Linked DNA regions of Mus musculus: region 1 is linked to region 2. The links are chromatin contacts, called in public promoter capture Hi-C maps. All regions are on one chromosome and are shown on one strand. The core of a region is the stretch at or near the end of the contact, and the rest is flanking DNA. Distances in the headings are between cores, read along the strand shown. Region 1 holds the start of Armcx5 (armadillo repeat containing, X-linked 5). Region 2 holds the start of Tceal9 (transcription elongation factor A like 9).

Region 1 (4,217 bases), core at 977-3,476, 500 kb before region 2:
GGGCCTCTCCTCCCATTGATGGCCGGCTAGGCCATCCTCTGCTACATATCCAACTAGAGACACAAGCTCTGGGGGGTACTGGTTAGTTCATATTGTTGTTCCACCTATAGGGTTGCAGACCCCTTTAGCTCCTTGGGTACTTTTTCTAGCTCATTCATTGGGGTCCCTGTGTTCCATCCAATAGCTGACTCTGAGCATCCACTTCTGTATTTGCTAGGCCCCATCATAGTCTCACAAGAGACAGCTATATCAGGGTCCTTTCAGCAAAATCTTTCTGGCATATGCAATAGTGTCTGGGTTTGGTGGTTGTTTATGGGATGGATCCCTGGGTGGGGCAGTCTCTGGATGGTCTTTCCTTCCGTCTCAGCTTTGGAACTTGTCTCTGTAACTCCTTCCATGGGTATTTTGTTCCCTATTCTAAGGAGGAATAAAGTATCCACATGTTGGTCTTCTTTCTTCTTGATTTTCTTGTGTTTTGCAAATTGTATCTTGGATAGTCTAAGTTTCTGGGCTAATATCCACTTATCAATGAGTGCATATCATGTGTGTTCTTTTGTGATTAGGTTACCTTACTCAGGATGATGCCCTCCAGTCCATCCATTTGCCTAAGTTAATACCAGCCTTATTTATAATAGCCAGAAGCTGGAAAGAACCCAGATGTCCCTCTTTCTTTCTTTCTTTCTTTCTTTCTTTCTTTCTTCCTTCCTTCCTTCCTTCCTTTCTTTCTTCCTTCCTTTTTCTCTTTTCTTTCCTTCTCTCCTCTTCTCTTCTCTTCTCTTCTCTCTCCCTCTCTCTATCTCTCTCTCTTTAACTGTTTTTAGGGCCCTGGGCTGGCCCATCTGGAGGGACCACTACCACCTATTTTTTACAATTATGTTTTATTGAGCCTCCCACCAAAACTATTTTCATCTTGTGTCCTGGGTCATGAAGATGGTCTGTCTGGACTGACCATCACCACCTAGTATTGTTCCTTATAGGCTGGTTATTCCTTCCAAAAGTTAACCTCCTGCCTCATGACATTATCAGGTTTTCTGATAATGTAGACTGGGACTGAGGGGAAACCATGCACTTTTATTAAGGCAATTTCAAAATTACAAACATCCCTGAAACAGGAAAAATGTCTCTCATCATAATCTACTAATGTCATAGCTCAGCTTAGAGTTGAGGCATACAGGACTGATGGGCTGGGACATTTCTAAGTGGTATACATGTTAGAAACACTTTCTGATTCTAAGGCTTATTTTAATTAAATTTATGTTCAAATAGATAATACAAACATGAGGCCCAGCATTCAAGATGCAAGGACTTATATAGTCAGAGATTTAGGGGGCAAGAAACGTGAGGGAACAAGCCCGGAGAAATCCACAGAGCAGGGACTGGTGTTGGTCCACGGGTACAAAGATACTTTGGTATTATGTCTTGTCAGTAAGAAGATTCTTGTTTTCCCAGTGCCTAGATTAAATCCAAGCCACTGCACCTTATGGTAGTGAGGTCATCCTGGAGTAGAACTCGTCTGCACAGTTCTTTTTCTCCCTGTTTTTCCTCTATCCTTACTTCATGTTATCTAAAACTATTTCAAAACAAGAAACATGCCGGACAATAAGAGCAAAAGATTTCAAGGGGTGGCAACAGGAAACATAAAAAGGGAGATTGAAAAACAAAACAAAACAAAACAAAAACGGTCTGGCAGCAGAGCAGTTTTCCATAGGTTCTGCCGCTGCAGCAAGAATTTTATGCAAACAAGCCCTTACAGGTGCATCACTGGCGGATTTTGCTTGTAGAAGGAACAGTTTAGAATTTGTTGGAATAAATGAGAATTTTTATTTGTAATTTCAGCGTTGAGAACCGCCCCACCCCCAGCATCGTTTCTACCTTGAGCCCCTCCCCTACCTAACCAGCTCACTTCAGTGGGCGGTGGGTTTAGTGAGGAACGTGTAAAAACACTAGAATTCTTTGCTATCCTTCCGCCCGGTAAGGCGGCCGCTTTTTCTTCTGACGCCACAGCGTGAAAACCGCATGCATTTCGAAATGGAAAGACATGTCTAAGAAGGAAGCTAAAACCGACATTTGGTAATCGCCTGCTTGCGGGTGCTTGGCGCGGTTTTCCCTAGTTCGGGATCAGAACCTAAGTGTCGCAGTGTGCGCCACAGTAGTATCACTCCGCTTCCCTAAGCCGGAACTCCTTAAATAACTCTAGCTCCTCCCTCTGCGGGCCTCCGTAATGACGTAGCCGCGCCTAGTGCGTCCCGGCGGATGTAGGTAGCTATGTAGTCGCTTCGTGAGGGACCGGAGAGAGGAGTGGGTACCGAAAGGTGACAGTAATTTGCTAGTCATGGCCCTTCATCTTGTCCTACATCCCAAGCTCCCGGCAAGCCCCTAAATTACAGTCGCCGCCATTGCCTCTGCTCCCTGCGGCGGACTGCCGACGGCGTTTGCCTGCCTCCTTTCTGTGTGGGAAGGCGCCGCCGGAGAGAACGCACCTAAGAAAACTGCCTTGGATTCAAGCAGAACAGGTCAGTAAGAAGGAGGGCATTGCTTGGGGTTGTGGTTGCGGGTTCCATGATTGGTGCGGGATTGGTGACCTGATTTTAGGGGGCGAGTGTTGGGAAGACAGACTAGGGAGGATGAGAAAAAGCTATCTACGTTTCCAGAAACTCGCTTCATCACGTTTGGGAAGGGAGATGGATGCAATGGCATCATCTACTGGGGAGATGGCGTACTTGTCAGAGAAAGGACTACCACCACTGATGAACGCAGTTGTCTGAGGAGCCTTGAGAATCAGGAAGGAGATACACAAAGGGGTTATAGATGTGGGAACATTAAATCTTGTGTTGGGTGTATTCGAAGATTGCACATTCTTATCTGACCATTAATTAACCATATCTTACTCAGTGCGATTTCATTTGATTTGGGGCTATCACACATTCATTTGTGTGGATAGATTTTGTGCCAAGTTTGCATTTCTCCACGTTTCAGGGCGGCAGATCAAAAGGGGAGGGGAGAAGATAAACAAAACTGACCTGATTTCTGTACTGTGGGAGAAAGCTGCAAGACTAGGTAGGGTTCTAGAATAATTTCTACATCTCCTCTTTTCCAGCCTTCCAGAAATGCCCTCCGCGTTACCCCAACTATGTTGCAGAATGTGATAGGTTTGTGTGGGTGGGTGGGGGATAATCATAAGAATGTGTAAGAAAATTGAAAATGATACTTTTCATTATTTCCCCAGCTTCCTGTTATTGTCAGGCGTTTCATCCCTACTGCTACCAGTACGACCAACTGTGCAGAGATGATTTAGTTGTCCCTTCATGGAAATGATCAGGCTTTAAGAATATAGCAGAGGAACGTGGAGATTTGGGGGTGTCATGGGGGGATGACAAAAAGAAAGGGAATCAGAGAATTCTTTACCAAACAAGTATCTGTATCCAGCAAGCATTTATTCCGTAATTACTGTTTCCTAAATTATACTCAGTAGTGCTGTTCTCATGTTTGTGGATTTCCATTGATAGACACATCCGGAGGGTTGTATAACTTGGCTGTTGTGAATGTTTGTAAAATAACTGAATGTGAAGCTAGGAGATAATGAGAAGGCAATTGTCCAGATTCGAGGATTAGTGTGAAGACAGACAAGGATCACTGAGACTAGAATGTCACACCCTTCTGTTTTGTCAGTTTCTCGATGACCTCTAGCTGGTCTGTGGATTCACTTAGGAGTCTTGGTCTAACTCTAGAGATAGATGCAGGATGGGAACATCTTCCTTTAATCCCCTCTTTCCTGTCCTGCTCTAACACTTCATTATCAACCGATTTTTCAACTAAGGGATTACCGAAACAGTCACTCAAGAAGACAATGGAGGGCCCCAAGGGAGGAGGAGGAAGAGGAGGAGGAACAGCTTTGAAGCTGGTTAATGGAAGGAGAGGAAGACCAGGAAGGGAAAAGCTAGACAAGCTTCTCTGAGAAGGCAAGAATAAGGGCCAGGAACCAAGGTCTGTATCCCAAGAGCTGAGTTTCTCTGTCCTCTTTATCTATCTATAGGTTTGCCAGATCTGCTGCAGGGCTTGTCGCCAGTGGAAACAGAGAAAGGAGGAAACAATCCCTTGGCAAGAGCGCAGGTTAGTATGAACGTGGGGACTCCTCGAGTAAGACCTATAGTATGGAACAGTAAAGATTTGGTTGGCTCCAGCCTAGGTCAGCAGATAGCCTCGGAATTTTGCAGCCT
Region 2 (3,794 bases), core at 1,213-3,712:
CACGTCTACTAGGTTGTTTCCAGATATATTTAACTAAGGAGGAAAAGCCACTGAAACTGAGTGGCAGCATTCCATGGGTTAGGATTACAGACTGCAAACAAAGTTGAAAAGGAAAACATAGCACCAGCATATCTCTCTCTCTCTCTCTCTCTCTCTCCCTCTCTCTCTCTCTCTCTCTCTCTCTCTCTCTCTCTCTCTCTCTCTCTCTCTTCTTGCTAACTACAGATGCAATTTGACTAGCTGTTTTGAGGACTTGTAGCTTTACTGTCCCTCCCATGATGGACTGCACTCTTAGGCTATGGGTCAAAACCATCCTTCCTTCCTTAAGTTTGTTTGCCGTATGTTTTGTCTCAGGAAGGAAAAAAGTAACTAATATGGGAGATAAGCTCAGTACAGGGAGTGGACCTTACTGAAGATCTGTCAATCAGCTCAAAGCTTGCCACAGAGACCGTATTAGTTCAAGTTCTGTTATTATAATGAAATATGCAAGGCTGAATATTTTACCCCCCAAAAAAGCAGTTTATTTAGCATTTAGTTTCTGAGACTCAAGGGCTTTGACTTCTATGGTGAAGACTTACTATGTCTTAGCCTGATGGATGACAACATGACAGGTATGTTTTTGAGAAAGACAAGAAGCTGGAGAGCAATCAAAGCTGTGTGTTTGGGTGACTCATCCTTGGCCTTTCATAACAAGCCTTTTGTGAGAAATAACCAGAGTTCCTTGAGAATTGCTTCAGTTCCTGTCAAAGGCAATACCATTCAGTGACCTAATGGCTTCCTACTGGTCTGCACCTTTTAAAGGTTCCGTCACTTCCCATGTTACCACCCTGGGGACCAAGTTTCCAACATACAAATGTCGATGTGTTACAAGACCATTACTTGTGGCTTGCAAATGATTCAAATGTATGTTTTTGAAGCAAGGAAAAGATTGCACTTGGAATGCTAACAAAGCAAAGAAACTGAGAGGTTATTGCCAATAAAAGATCATCTTAGTGGATTCAGGGATGCAAAGCAGCTTTGTAGACAGGAAAAGGAACAGAGGTAACAGCAGCAGAGCACTGTTTACTGGAGACTTCTAGATTCCAATGGCCAAGAATGGAATATTGTCTTACTTCCTCTTATCTTGGTGTCTGTAGCCTTGGAGAGGGAACACAGTGTGCAAATTTAGGTCAAAACAACCTTGTATTATTGTTCTGAACAAGCCACATCTTAAATGACTGCTATGTCTACATGTAAAATTGAGCAGAAATCTGACTCAAAGGTTAAGATGACCAAACAGAAGATACAGTTTGAAAGCAGCAATGCCAAGTTTTAAAATATATTTTTTAGACATTTTAGACACTTACTAGGTATATGTAACCAAGTGAGCAGCCAATACTTTCACCTATAGAGGCTTTTAAGTCCTTAACCCAAGCAACCATCATCATCATAAAACTAGCAACTTGACTAGTCAAGTTTAAAGTTTAATTTAAAGTCAAGTACAAGATAAAGAAGCTAGAGTCCTCCTGTTAAAGGGGAACATAATTATACTATATCCAGTCTCACTCCAGCGTGAGTGAGATATGCATATATATGAAATAAAATGGGAATAAGTAAATGTTGAAAGTTTTCTATGAGCTAAGCGATTTAGAGCAGACACATATTGTTAAGACAGTCCAACAATTCGTGGTGTATATAAAGTGTTACTTTCTTTAAGATGAGGCGACTGTTTTCGAACAATCTATGCTGGCAAGTGTTGAAGCAGCGATTCTTCAGGCGACACCACTTCTTGGTAATAATACCACCAGCAGGCCTCTAGAGTTAAACATGATTTTTCTTCTTTTTAAATAATTCCCCCAAGTAACACCACAATATAATAAAAAATGTAAAGGCATATACTTTGAATGCATTTACTAAAAAACACTAGGCACTAGTATAAGAAATGAACATGTATGAATTCACAAATGTATCTAAAGTAATTTGGCTGTCACTTCTGACTGTAAAACAACATTACTTTCGAAAAGACTACAGACGTATTAAGAATAAAGTTTAAGTTGCCTTAAAGAAAAATCCCACTTCTATTTCAAGATTCCCCCTCTCCCACTGCTTTCTGACCTACCTACCTGGCTCCACAACAAAGGAGTGCGTTTCAGATGAAGGAGGAGGGGCTAAGGAAAGCTAGGTGGGGGGTGAGTGGTACTGGCAGTTAGGAGCGTGAGACAGGAAGAGCCTATTATTAAAAGAAGCCGAAAAGTTCCGTAGCTTCAAAAAATATGACGCTCCTCTTTAGTAATCAGAGAGCTGCAAAAAGAACAACAACAATAAAACCAATCCGCACATTCTTTTTTTTTCTTCCTCCAGAAAAGACTGACAAGGCCAAATGAATGTTTAGAGAGGGGGTGGTAGATGGGAGCGGAGGGCGGGGCCACATCTGCCGCGCTTTTTGTGGGAGTGGAGATCGGGGACCGGACCTCACTGGTGACGTAGATCTCATGTGACCAGGAGTCGACGTGTGCAGAAATCCTGCTAGTCTGGTCCTTGTTTCCATCTGGGTACCAGCTCCCTTTAGCCTTGCAGACGGTGGTGCGAGAGGCCAGCGGCCAGAAGAGACAGCTTGCTTCAATTCATCAGGTTAGTGTTTTAAGCCGTTACTGCCAAGGATTTTTGTAGTTTACAGTGGTCTAGGGTAGTGACTTGAGTCCTGGTTAAGTCTGTCCCTCCACCTCGTACCTTTAATTCTTCAGGAAAGGACACTTGTGAAACGACTAGGGGGTCCCAAGAGAAAACAAGGGGGGCTGTGACGATTCCAAAATAATCATACTCTGAGATTTTGGACCCCCACTTTGCTTCCCAAACCTCGTCTCGGATCTACAGATAGTTGGGGAAGAATAGCTCCTTTTTACCCTCTGTCTGGTGAGAAAGACAGGCTAACTTGCGGGGTGGGAAGGAGGAGTCCTTTGGGAAACAAAGGGTGGGAAACTTCCATAAGCAAGCCCTTAAATGCGGAGAGCTCGGCGAGCTGGGTCCGTGGTAGTGCTCTGCTGAGCACCGAGGGCTTGCTTGCCCCACCCCCAACATCCCCTCCCTTCTCCGTTTGCCTGCAGGTTTGTTCTTTGTACCGCACCAGGCTAAAATAAGTAGGAAAAAGAAATCGACCAGATCTGTACCTGGTAAGTGAGGGGGAACTTTATAAAAGACTCCCCCAGGATATGGGTCGGTGAAGGCCTGCAGAGGCTGAAGGCCCCAGTCCCCTCTCCCTTCCCCCCACCCCTTTCGGAGGGGCCTGTGTTAGGCCTGGGAGGGAGAAAGATTTGTGGAGGGCTGGGGCGGGAGGCGGGAAGGAAGGCCTTGGAAAATGCTGGAGGGAGGGACTAGAGAGGGGAGGGGGTGGAAAATGGAGGTAAGAGGGGCGGGGACAGGGAAACCTTGATTGCGGACTGGGTTTCTCAGGTGGAAGGTATCTGGTGAGGGCAGTTAGACCGAACGAGGGTGGGGGGAAGAGAGGAGGGGAAAGAGGGAAGTGGGGAGAGGGAGAGCGGGAGGGGGCAAGAGTGGACGGAGGGGGGGTGGGATGGGGAGGGCGTAAGCAAACGGTGAGGAGACCTTTGTGCACAGCACCTGCCCATCTACCAAGTCTTCCATCTACCACCACCTCCTCCTCCTCCTCCTCCTCCTCCTCCCCCTCCCCCTCCCCTCCCCCCTCGCTTCCTAGAAATCATTGCATTCCCGTATTCTGCAGGAAGCAGCAAAGAAGAGAAGCAGACACAAGATGAAACCCTGCCAAAAAATGGAAGGAAACCTAGAAAAGGAGGATG

Evidence for each region. Promoter capture Hi-C pulls out the DNA fragments that hold promoters and counts their contacts.
Region 1: a promoter capture Hi-C map of erythroid cells shows a contact between it and region 2, with 60 times the contacts expected there. The contact joins the promoter of Armcx5 here to the promoter of Tceal9 in region 2. A contact is called at or near these places in 2 of 39 promoter capture datasets (cranial neural crest and erythroid cells).

What each region holds. Positions count from the first base shown.
Region 1 is chrX:135,740,466-135,744,682 of GRCm38.p6, forward strand. Armcx5 (armadillo repeat containing, X-linked 5) reads left to right here and starts at 2,227. Exons shown (of 4, transcript NM_001009575.5): 1 at 2,227-2,513; 2 at 3,098-3,149; 3 at 4,034-4,110. It overlaps Gprasp1 (G protein-coupled receptor associated sorting protein 1), which reads left to right and starts at 2,227. Exons shown (of 11, transcript NM_026081.5): 1 at 2,227-2,513; 2 at 4,034-4,110.
Region 2 is chrX:136,242,618-136,246,411 of GRCm38.p6, forward strand. It overlaps Tceal9 (transcription elongation factor A like 9), which reads left to right and starts at 2,463. Exons shown (of 3, transcript NM_011712.2): 1 at 2,463-2,610; 2 at 3,084-3,149; 3 at 3,719-3,794. The coding sequence starts at 3,749. It overlaps Gm39535 (a long non-coding RNA gene), which reads right to left and starts at 2,420. Exons shown (of 2, transcript XR_878245.2): 1 at 2,103-2,420; 2 at 213-1,137.